2 separate regions of the Sus scrofa genome follow, and region 1 is linked to region 2. A link is a contact called in public Hi-C data. All regions are on one chromosome and are shown on one strand. Each heading gives the region's core, a stretch centred on a gene start, on an enhancer-like site or on the middle of the called end of the contact. The rest is flanking DNA. Distances are from core to core; before and after follow the strand shown. Region 1 holds the start of EPHX1 (epoxide hydrolase 1). Region 2 holds the start of ENAH (protein enabled homolog).

Region 1 (6,136 bases), core at 702-3,201, 150 kb after region 2:
TGACCTGCCCGCCAGCTGAACTGGGGGCAGCTCTGCTCTCTGCTTTCTGCCTTTCCCCACATGCTCCCCGTGCCCCACCATCCGTAAGCCTAGCCCTGCCATCAGATACCACAGAGGCTAGCAGCTGGCTCCTCTCCATCTTCTCAAAGGGTAGAATTTCCTGGCAAGGACAGAGCGTCTCTCTGTGGGAAGAGGGAAAAGCCTGGGCATGTTTTCTTTTCTTGGCAGGAGCAAACCCCAGGGCCTGGGCCAGCCCCCAGCAGGCAGAGGATAGGGGGCCCACTAGGGTAGGTTTCCTAGCAGCGCCGTCCTCCTGCCCCAGGTTTCCAGGGGGGAGTCGGGGTAGGCTTGGGAAGTGGCTCTGAATTCCATGCTTTCTCCTCTGGTTGGGTTCTGACTAAGCTGCATCAGCGGACCTTCTGGAGTTCCCATGGTGGCTTAGCAGGTTACAAATCCAACCAGTATCCATGAGGACATGGGTTCGATCCCTGGCCTCCCCCAGTGGGTTAAGGATCTGGCGTGGCCATGAGCTGTGGTGTAGGTTGCAGACTTGGCTCAGATTCTGTATTGCTGTGGCTATGGCATAGGCCAGCAGGTGCAACTCCAATTTGACTCCTAGCCTGGAAACTTCCATAGGGCCCAGGTGCTGCCCTAAAAAGCGCGCGTGCACGCACACACACACACAAAATCAGCAGACCTTCTGCTGACTCTGGCCCTAGGACGGTGCCCATATTCACACATGTTTCTCTGTTTCGTTTTTTTGTTTGTTTTGCTTTTTAGGGCCACACCTGCAGCATATGGAAGTTCCCAGGAAAGGGGTCAAACTGGAGCTGCAGCTGCCGGCCTACACCGCAGCCACCACAATGCCAGATCTGAGCCTCATCTGCGACCTACACTGAAGCTCATGGCAACACCGGATCTTTAACCCTCTGAGCAGGGCCAGGGATTGAACCTGCATCCTCATGGATACTAGTCAGTTCGTTACCACGGAGCCACCCCAGGAACTCCACACACACGCATGTTTCTCTGGATATGAACCTTCAGGGAGTGACTTGCCCGGAAATAAGCAAGATGAGCTGGGTTAATGCCAGGGTCTCCTGGTGTTGATTTGCAGAGACTAAGGTCTTCTTTCTTCCCCTTCTGCGAAAAAAGCAGGGGAGTCCGACAAATGGGGATTAAAGCAGCTGAGTTTATGTGAAGTGTCATAGGCAGGTCTATATAGAGACAGAAGCTCGATTCCTGGTGGCTTAGGGCCTGGAGTGATGCGGGGGACAAGCGGGGATGATAGCTGAAGGGTCCTACGTGTGGTGATGAAAATGTTCTAAAATTGTGGTTAGGGTTGCCTGTCTCTGTAAAGGTCCTGAAATCACCAGGTTCTAGACCTTAAATGGATGAGTTATATAGTATAGAAATTCAATCTCTGTGAAGCTGTTGACAACCAGCTGAGATGTGTGGCCATGTTTGGGCTCCTGAGCATCCCCCGACCCTGAATGAACCTAACCTCCCAGCTCCTGAGGCCTCCCCCTACCCCCTGGTCCCTTAGGCACAGGCTGAGGACCGGGCTCCCTCTGCTCCTGAGCGCGACCCTCAGAGCGGGCCCTGCCCCTCCCGTGGGGGAGGGCGTCTCGAGGGGGGAGAGAAGCTTCTCAGAAGCATCGGGAGCAAAAGGCCCCTCAGAACCGTGAGGCCTCCAATGGGCAGCCCCACCACCCAGGGCTGTGCAGACGCCAACCCAGCTTCATAGCTTCCAGATGCGATGAATGAATCGCTTAGATCAAGTAGGCTTATGGGTGATTTTTGCCTCTTTCTGTTGTTTTCCAATTTTTTCCCCCACATTTTGCTTCTCTTCTTTATTTCAGTCAAAAGTACATCAAAGTGAGGGCTGGGCGGCAGGTGGTCAGGGGTCGAGGGCTGTCTGTGGACGCTGTTCCTGATGGATTCTGTCCCCCTGGCAGGAGTCATGTGGCTGGAAATACTCCTCGCCTCTGTGCTGGGCTTTGTCATCTACTGGTTCGTCTCCAAGGACAAGGAGGAGACCTTGCTCCTTGGAGATGGCTGGTGGGGGCCCGGATCAAGGCCCGCGGCTGCGGAGGACGAGAGCATCCGGCCATTCAAGGTGGAGACGTCAGACGAGGAGATCAACGTAAGGCACCTCTTTCCAGGCCTCGGAGCGGAGGGGAGAGTGGGGAGCCCCTGCCCGGGGTTTCTCTGAGTCAGGGTGGCGGGGCAGGTCGGGCCTCAAGCTGGGGCTGGGACCTGGAGCGGCGGGGAAAGTGGCCTCTCTCGGGGGTGTTTTCTGCTCTGCCTTCCCCATCCCTCCTGCTCTCCCTCCTCTGTCTCCGCCTCCCCTGCTGAAGGCCCAGCAGCCCTGGGCAGGAGAGGGGGTGCCAGCTGGGCCCAGTTACACGTGTCAAGGGTCACAGAAAGCAGCTGTAGTTTTTTTTTTTTACGGGCTGCACCTGTAGCATATGGAGTTTCCCAGGCGAAGGGTCGAATCGGAGCCACAGCTGGCAGCCTATACCACAACTCATAGCAACACGGGATCCGAGCCACATCTGCGATCTACACCACAGCTCACAGTGATGCTGGATCCCTAAGCAAGGCCAGGGATCAAAACCCACATCCTCATGGATACTAGTCAGGTTCCTTAACTGCTGAGCCACAACGGAAACTCCAGAAAGCAGCTGTGTCTCTGTGCCCCACCTGAAACCTTGAGCCTGAGCTTGGAGGAGGAGGAGACGGTCTCCTCGGGGCCTGGGCGGGGACCCTGAGTGAGAGGCCAGGCCATGTTGACAAAATGCTGCAGCACAGGGAACTCTGTCTCAGGGCCAGCCTTGACCAGGCACCTGCTGTGTGTCGCCCTCTTGTGGTCACACGCAGCCCTGGCCATCATACGGAAGTGGAAGCTCAGAGAGGCAAAGCAGTTGACCCAAGGTGAACCGAGTCGATCCGCAGGAGGACTTGGACTCAGCTCTAACGCCAAAGCCTGTGCCCCGTCCCCGGCTCAGGGCTGGAATCAGGAGGGACGGCTGTGGCCGGCAGGGGTGGGGGATGGATCTAAGAGCAGAGCCAGGAAGGTGAGTGGGATCTGGGCCTTCCCTTCCCAAACTTTCTTTCATTCTGTGGGTATCGGAGCACCTACTGTGTGCAGGCCCGGTGCTGGGTGCTTAGAAGGAGAGAGATCCTTGTCTCAAAGAGAACCTAGTCCAGGAGTTGAGAAGAAGAATGTAGACAGAGGAAAGGTAACGATGAATAGAGGTAAATGCCGTAAGAAGGGCTGATAAAAAGGCACAAAAGGAGTTCCCGCTGTGGGGCAGCAGGTTAAGGATCTGGCATTGCCTCTTGAGGCAGTGAGGGTTCAACCCCCGGTCTGGCACAGTGGGTTAAAGATCCTGCATCACCGTGACTTTGGTATAGGTCACAGCTGTGGCTCAGATTCAGTCCCTGGCCTGGGAACGTCCATATGCCATGGGTGTGGCCAAAAAAGAGAAAAAAGCCACAAGAGCTCTTGAGGAAGGGATTAAGGAGCAGAGACTGGGTTGTCCCCGAGAGAAACCAGACGGGGCCCGCTCAGTAGGACGTGATAAGCTGTCACGATTAAGGACAGAGGCTGAGCCCCGAGGACATCTCCATCAGTGGCTTTCTGGACTCAGCATCTGACATTCCTAAAACCTGTGTGGAGATGACTGCAGTGTTTTGGGGGACACTCTGGGAAGTTTACACTTGACAGCCTCTGAGGATGGACTTAAACTTCCCCAGCTGGGGCTGGTCTTTCAGCCTGATGGGCATCATCTGCCTGTAAGACTTGCACCTTCTCTCCTGGTCTGTAATTGTCATCCCAACTGAGTTATCCTGTTATCATTCAGGGCTGTATATCAGAGGTGGCAAATCCACCCTGCCACCTGTTTTTGTCCAGCTCCCCTGCTTAGAATAGTTTTTACGTCATTAAATGGTTGGGGAAAATCAAAAGAAAACTTGGTAACATGTGAGAATGACATGGCATTCAAATTTCAGTGTCCATAAATAAAATTTTGTTGGAACACAGCCATGCCATTGATCCATGTACTGCCTACCTGGATGGAGTGGAGTAGCCACAGCTCCAAAAGCCTAAGAGGAGTTCCCACTGTGGCTCAGCAGATGGTGAACCCAGCCTGTATCCAGGAGGCTGCAGGTTCAATCCCTGGCCTCGCTCACTGGGTTAAGGATCTGGCGTGGCTGTGGCGTAGGCTGGTGGCTGCAGCTCTGATACGACCCTTAGCCTGGGAACTTCCATATGCCACAGGTTTGGCCCTAAAAAAGCATTTTTTAAAAAAGTTTACCAATGCTTGCCGTATAAAGCCTTGGTAAATTCAACATGCATTGCTCATCATTTAAAAGCTGAAAAATGAGACATGAACCTGAAGTGGAGAGGGAAGAGCAGATATTTTGGGAATAGCCACTCTTGAGGGAAACGGGGACGTTTCTTCTGGTATCAACCTGAGAAGCCAGAGTGCAGGTCTGCCAACCAGGGACCCCGCCCCCTGTGCGATGCCCCGTGGCTTCACCTCTAAGGTAGCACAGGCTCTCGTGGTGGCAGGGTTTGTTCTGTCTTCTGGAAACAAACTTTCTCTGTGCTCTGCCCCCATCCTTCTCCTCGGGGTCCCCCCATTTTGCTCCAGGACTTACACCAGAGGATCGAGAAGTTTCGCTTAACCCCGCCTTTGGAGGACAGCCGCTTCCACTACGGGTTCAACTCCAACTATCTGAAGAAAATCATCTCCTACTGGCGGAACACATTCGACTGGAGGAAGCAGGTGGAGGTTCTCAACAAGTACCCTCACTTCAAGACCAAGATTGAAGGTATGTTTCCAAAACACCAGCCGGAGGGGGGCGTATATCACAGCAACGGCCTTCTTAGATACCGATTGTGACTTAGAGAAGGCTGAGAGACCCAGAATCCAGTGATCGGTCACTGAGATATATTTGAAAGGTAGAACCATAAGCAATGAGATCCTGCTGTACAGCACAGGGAACTATATCAGTCACTTATGATGGAGCATGACAGAGGATAGTGTGAGAACAGAATGTATATATGTATGTGTGACTGGGTCACCTTGCTGTACAGTAGAAAATTGACAGAACACTGTAAACCAGCTATAATGGAAACAAGAAAAATCATTAAAAAAAAAAGATCTGTGAAGGATTAATAAATTTATGCTGTAAAAAAATAAAAGGAGTTTCCGTCGTGGTGCAGCTGAAACGAATTCAACTGGGAACCATGAGGTTGTGGGTTCGATCCCTCGCCTCGCTCAGTGGGTTAAGGATCCGGCATTGCCTCGAGCTGTGGTGTAGGTTGCAGACGCAGCTTGGATCTGGCGTGGCTATGGCTGTGGTGTAGGCTGGCAGCTGCAGCTCCGATTCGACCCCTTGCCTGGGAAATCTCCATATGCCACAGGTGCGGCCCTATAAAGGCAAAAGACCAAAAAATAAATAAATTAAAAATAAATAAATAAATGGAAAAAAGAAAGGTAGAACCTCACCAGGATGCAATCGTAATGCAAAAATCCCAGCAAACCCATTGGACTTTAGAGCTAATACAGGAAAACATAGAAATAAAAGACCAAAGAAATGCACAATCCAGGGAGTTCCCGCTGTGGCACAGCAGGATTGGCAGCCTCTTGGGAGTGCTGGGAGGCAGGTTCCATCCCCGGCCCAGCCCACCAGGTTAGGGCTCCAGCAGTACCCCAGCTTCAGCTTAGGTTGCAGCTGTGGCTCAAATGTAATCTGATCCCTGGCCCTGGAACTATGTATGCTTCAGGGCGGCCAAAAAAGAAAAAAAAATATATTGAAATGCACAATCTAGTCCAGCTTTGGAAGAATCTCAGAGAGGATGCAGATAAAACAGACATCTGGGTGTGGCCTCAGTCAACTCAGCCTCTCCTTGAGAGTTTGGAGTCCAGGATATTGTGACTGTGCAAGGGTGCTCAGCCTGTCAGTCAAGGTCCTATGAAAAATTATCCTGTCTCGGCAGCATAGACCTCCTGTCCCAGCAGCGTCACAAGTCCTCACACAACTTGATGTGCAAGGGCAGGGGTCACTCAGATGTTCTTAGGAAGCTCATCGAAGATCATTTGGGGTGAGATAATAGTTTCCTTTG
Region 2 (6,356 bases), core at 1,513-4,012:
GTACCTTTTACTTCCGTAACAGACCATCTTGCTTTTACAGTTATCTAAGGAAATGTTTATACAGGAGTTGCACAAACCACCTACCAAATAATCCAATGCCTTCCAAAGTGAAAAGCTGATCCTCCTTGCTCCTCTTAAATTATTCACAATTAGCCTACAAAGGATTACTGTAGACTACTTGAACAAACTTTTCAGACCTGTGTACCACGTTCTATATTTATGCCACTGGAAAGCATCAGTGTGATTCCACCCCTTCCGCAATGAATAAGGAACAGAGCAGGACAACAGCTTAGAAATTACAAGTTACTTTTTATTAGAAAAGGAACTTTTAAGTGAAAGCATAATTTACCTGTGACAGACTGACAACTATACTTGACAGTGATCAAACTGCACTGAATACTTCTTTTTTGTTGTGTTCACAACTTCTGAACATTCTGATGATTTTATTCTAAAATATCCTACTTCCATTGTTTCGTATTTCTCAATGTTGAGAAAAACATACCCAAAGTGTGGAAAAATTTGATAAATTCTGGTCTGGGAGACCCCATAAGCTTTACATCTTTAAAGCAGAAATCAATAACATATAGTATTATGAGATTATTAACATTATGTATGTTTTATCATTTATTTCCTGAGTTTTCAAGGACATCAGTAACTCGATTTTTTAAAAAATGCTTAAAAAAATGCTTAAATGCATGGCTCAAGTTTTTTTAAGCCATATTTTACAAAGATTATGATATTTGGTTTATATCGCATAATTACATTTTAAACCGATCCATTATATTTGAAAATAACTTGCATGTGAAATCACTAAGGAAAAGGGATCCCTTACAAACATAACATTAAAAAACAATTTTTAAACCCTTCAAATAAAGGTCTGTAACTTGGAATCAGAGAAATACATGGTTCAAATCCACCGTAAGCTGGAGTGAAAACTCAACACAGCTATATCACAAAATACATATGCAAAAACAAAATGGGAAAGTAAAGTGTTCAACCTTGACAGAAAAAAAAAAAAAGTTTAAAATGGAAATTACTTAAAATGAGAAAATTCCAATGACTTGACATTTTCTTGCCAAAGCGAAGGAATGTGTAGATTGTATCTTTCAAATCTCATTGTATTACTTTATAAAGGTCTTGGCAACGGTTAGCCATTAATCTTTTAACACAAAGGAGATTCAAATCCAAATGAACTGTAAGATTATCTCTTCCAGAAGACAGAAATGGAGTAATGTACTTTATCCCCAATTGTTTAACCTAAAAGGAAGGCCTTAAGGATGATAACGCAGAATGGATCAGCCTTCAGTCTACCAAGACTCATTTCTCACGAAGTCTTGCACCAATCCAAAAAGAGGTGGTTATGGACACAAAACGGGCTTAGGAAAGGCTGAAAAAAATCTCCAATGAATGACACACCACATCATGGTTTATTCTCTTACACAATTGGAGAAACAACAACGAAAAATATCACACCATATGTTTCACCGTATCGGTTAAAAAAAATATTTTACGACGGTACATTCAATTCTTTGGGGCTGAAAAAATCATCTAGCTTCTGTTCTATTGATTACAGAGGGACAGGAAAAAGCAGCTGCTGCAATGCAACACAGGCTGCTACAGAGGAAGGAGAGAAAAGCGTTTTCCAAACAAATCCCTCCCCCGCCCCCGTTTACACACCCCGGACAACTTATCCCAGCCGTTTACTGCGTCCCCCCAAAGAGAAGCCTAATAAATTCGTTCCCTTCCCCCACTATCGGAAAATTTCACCTTTCGGAGCTCCTCCACCTAGGGCTACCAGAGGACTTTATTCCCCGCAGAAATTTCAGATCTTTCAAACTTTTCTCCCTTTTTTAATTAAACACGAGAGTTCTGTAATAAAACTGCGCGAAATTTTTACATCTAGACGGAAAAATACCTGTTTCCCAGCAACATACACGCTTCGATTCTCGAACCCCTCCCCATCTCCCAGGTTTGGCTGGCCACGGCGGGGGGCGGGGGAGAGCCAGGAGCAAATTAAATTTACGAAGGGGAATCCTGGGCGAAAGAGGAGCATTTGAGGAAAAATGGGAGGACGTCGAAACGAGGACCCCCCCTCCAAGAAGAGCGGTTGGGGAGGATTACAAGAAAGAAAGAGAAATGAGAAGGGACAAAGGGGGAGGGGGAGAAAGAGAGCGGAGACCCGGGGAGACGCGCCGGGCCGGGAGACGGAAGGCGGGGTCCCGGGAGAGCGGGGTCGCGGCTCCGCGGCACAATGGCCCGCCGGCCCCCGCCCCGCGCGCCCCTCACCTCATGGTGCCGGCCGCGCCGAGGCTTCCCCAGCAGCCGGGAGTCGCGGGAGGCGCCGAGCCGAAGGGGGTCTCTCCTCCAGGGGCGGAGACGCAGCTCGGGGCCGGGAGACAAGTGTCCACCTCCTCCTCCTCCGGGCGCCCGCGGGGCTACACCATCTCCTCGCACAAAGCCGCGGCGCCGGCCGGGAGTGGGAGAGAAGAGGGCGAAAGAAAAGCTGGGGAGGGGGCGGAGAGGCCGAGGCGCCGAGCGGGTCCCGCGGCCGCCGCAGCCCCCCACCTCCTCCTTCTCCTCCTCCTCCTCCCCCGGGAGCTTCCTCGGCCGCCCTCGGAGGGGTGCCTGCCGAGGCTGCGCGCCCGGCCGCCGCTCCACAGGCCCGCGCCCGCCGCGCCCGCCGCCGCCGAGGCCGTGTGCAACCGGCAGCTGCGGCAGCCCGGGAGGAGAGTCTGGATCGCCGCGAGGAACCCGGGAGGAGGCGGGGCGCGCGGCGGAGGAACACGCAGGCGCCGCCCTCCTCCCCTCCTTCCCCCGGGGGCGAGGGGGCGGTGCGGGGCGGGGGGAGGCGGGGGGCCGGGCGCCGCCCCCACACCCCCTGCCGGCCCGGGCCCCCGCCGGACTGCGGAGAGCGGGGAGGGGCGGGAGCGGGCTCGGCGACGGCGGGTTAGCAAAGGCTCTTTGTTGCTTTGCCACCCCGCCCCCTCCAGCCCCCTGGGATCGGGACTGCCCACCCCCTAACCCGCTGTCGGCGGGGTTCCTCGCCCCGGGCTGTCCTTGGCCGTGGGTCCCCCGCCCCGCGCTGGCCTCCCACTCCCCTGAGGCTGGGGGAGCTCCCGGGTCTCCCCCACGCCGGCGTGCGGAGATTGGGGCGCCGGGACCTCCCGGCGCGGAGAACCAGGAGGCGGCGACCGGAATGCGTGACTGGGCACAGGGCCGGGCCGGGGGACTCCGGATCTGCCGGCGGCCGGGTGCCCTCGCGCGGGACTTGTCCTCAGCTCGCCCTGTTGCTATCTCAGGATCGGGACCTGCCAGTCGCTGGGCATCCCGACCAGCCCTGCGGCCCGCCCCCGCCGCGCGCTGCTCCCGGCGATTCCTCCAGGGTTGGGGGGAGGGGGGACGTTTAAATGGAAAATATGGTCATCATTGTTCGCTTCGCTCCTTTGCTTCCCGAGGAATCCCAGTGTGCTGTGCCGATTTAACGAGCTGATATGCACACACTATGTATAGGGATGACTTCATCCCCGAAAGAACGCAGCCAACTCGCGGGGAAACGCAGTCGCCGGGAGACGCGCGCGGCATCGTGAACAGCCGCAAGAGTGAAGATGAGAAACGCAGCGGGTGAAACCGCTTTCTATCGTCATTAGCAAAGAGGGAATTCCGGCCCGGGAGTGGGGGCGGGGAGGGTTGTGAACTAACGATAGTTTTAAATTTCCCATCATTCGTTTGGTCTTGAAATCACCTCCTTTAAAAGGTAAACGTAAAATGCTGGCGAAGCAAACTCAAAGTCAATGGCGAGGCTGGGGGTTGTCATCCAGAAAGCCAGAATTTATAGTTTGGGGAGTTTGTAGCTATACAAAAGCAAATCCAAAAATCAGATGAAAATTTAAACTGGACAAATTGTAGGCCTCTTGTAGTCCTGAGAAGGGGTGTGTATTTTTTTAAGATAACCAGTGTGGAAAAGATCCGTTTCAGCTGAGTTCCCCTGACTGAAGGATCTAATCTAAAATGGAGGACCTGCCATGACTCCATGAATCGATGCAAAAGTTTTGGTGTTTTATTTTAAGATAGAGGTACAATTCAAATTATAGTTTTGACAGTTGAGATCATTTACACTTCCAAAAGAAAAGTGAACAAGTTATATAGTCATACTTGGTCAATGCCTTGCTTGTGTGTAATAGAACTATGTGGCCCAGTTTTAACTATAAAAAGCTTCCCAGTTTCAGACTCAATACTGAGTTATTTTTTTCTTTTTGGAACCTGCAGCCTCAAACCAACAGCCCTGTAGACTCAGTGACCTGGAGCTATGGCAGGGGACCAAGGGAGGCCTCAGGTAGCAAAAAAGCAGAGTGCCTCTGCTTACACATGGTGTGCTTGAAGAATGCTAATTTCCACCCACATGTCTAATTACAGCTCACCATCACAGAATTTTTTTATTCCAGGATCTCTGGAGCTAAAACACCCTTGCCAGTCAAATATCCTTGTTGCCATATTGCAAGACAGGGAAATATAGAGCCCAAGGATTGGATGAGTTCACACAATAGGCACAGTTAAAAACCATAGCTGCTGTGAGGTTCATTGTCTTATCATAAGTACTCACTGTCATTTCTGTAATTAAAACACATGCACCTCTGATATGATTCTCCAAATTAACCAAGGAACATTTGCTGTGGAGGCTGTTTTCTTGGAAAAGCAATCGGAAGACATATTGAACCATCTTGGAAAAGTTTTCATAAGACATGTTCAACCACAAAGAATTCACACCAATTTGCCTTTGTCCATTCATAGCAATACAGTAAATCCAGCAGAGCTTATGTTTCAGGGGAAACTCTTAAGAAGAGCCAAAAGGGGTGGAGATTTTGCTGTAATGACTCAAACTATCTCCTGCCAGAGACAAGAGGCAAGTATAAAAATGCCTTACAGATGACTCCATAACCTACTTCTCATTTGTGAAAGTTAATCCATCCTGTACTAAATAAGTGATATATCACATCATCTTTATCCTTACAGCAAATGTTCCAACGGTATGGGCACCAAATTAAGCAATCCAAGTGGAAAATGCTGTTCTTATTTTCTATGTTTATTAAAAATGTACCAGCCAAGAATTTTGGCTGCCTACAACCATTTCCATCCTTTTGAATGGCAGCCTGCCAGCTCACAAGTTGGTCATACCATTCCCTTTGGATTTAGATATTGCAATGGGTGGCCTGACCTCCAAAGGTCATTCACTGGAAGGGCAATCTGTTCGCCATGACAAAATGTTATTGCTTCTTGTTCATATTTGGTTTAACAACAAAAGAGAGCCAAAAAGAAACTTGAGCTAGGAAATCAAGGACTAATTCTGGTCACAAAGGAAACTTTGTGGAATGTGTTACCATATAGAATAAAAGAATTTTAGAAATGGAAGGAATCTTAAGTCCAACCCACTCATTTTTCAAAAAAGGAAAGCGAGGCCCAGAGAGGTTAAGTAAATTGCCCACAGTCACGCAATCCCTTCGTGGTGGAGCTGGAATTTAAACCCAGGATTTTTTTTTTTTTTTTTTTTTTTTCCCATTTCTTGGGCCGCTCCCGCAGCATATGGAGGTTCCCAGGCTAGGGGTCTAATCCGAGCTGTTGCTGCCAGCCTACACCACAGCCACAGCAACACGGGATCCGAGCCTCATCTGCAACCTACACCACAGCTCACAACAACACTGGATCCTTAACCCACTGAGCAAGGCCAGGGATTGCACCCGCAACCTCATGGTTCCTAGTCGGATTCGTTAACCACTGAGCCACAATGGGAACTCCCAAACCCAGGATTTCTAATTATCAGTCCATCACGCCTTCCACCACATTGCACTACCTTCCTATGGCATAAGGCAGTAAAAATTAAAGCTGATTATCTTCTGACAAACCCTGCTTAAAAATTAGCTGAGATTGTGTTGGTTTGGCTGAATGGCGAAAATTATTTGAATTTGTCTCTTACAAACGTTGTCCAGCCCAGGGCATGGCCTTCAGGTGGGCATCTGGATGTATGGAAGTAAATGAATGAAGGAAGGACCGTCCTAATCAAAGACAAAGAGGCTGTGGGGGCGGGGGGCAGGGATGGACTGGGGGTGTGGGATTGGCATGTGCACACTGAGGTATATGGAATGATTAGCCAATGGGCACCTGCTATAGAGCACAGATGACTCTACTCAGTATAATGTGATCATCTCTGGGGAAAGAATCAGAGAGAATGGATATGTGTATGTGTAGGCCTGGGTCATTTTGTTGTACAGCAGAAATATCACAACCTTGTAAGTTAACTATAGTTCAATAAAACTTAAAGATGAAGAGGCCAAAAAAGGGAGGGGGAGTTCCCTGGTGGTTCA

The links. Hi-C and Micro-C count contacts between places; a contact is called where the count stands out from the background.
Region 1: a contact with region 2 is called in a Hi-C map of liver, with 2.2 times the contacts expected there. The contact joins the promoter of EPHX1 here to the promoter of ENAH in region 2. A contact is called at or near these places in 3 of 47 Hi-C or Micro-C datasets (embryonic fibroblasts, heart right ventricle and liver).

Annotation. Positions count from the first base shown.
Region 1 is chr10:13,755,538-13,761,673 of Sscrofa11.1, forward strand. EPHX1 (epoxide hydrolase 1) reads left to right here and starts at 1,952. Exons shown (of 10, transcript NM_214355.1): 1 at 1,952-2,143; 2 at 4,659-4,839. The coding sequence starts at 1,961.
Region 2 is chr10:13,606,585-13,612,940 of Sscrofa11.1, forward strand. ENAH (protein enabled homolog) reads right to left here and starts at 2,763. Exons shown (of 13, transcript XM_021064410.1): 1 at 2,287-2,763. The coding sequence starts at 2,291.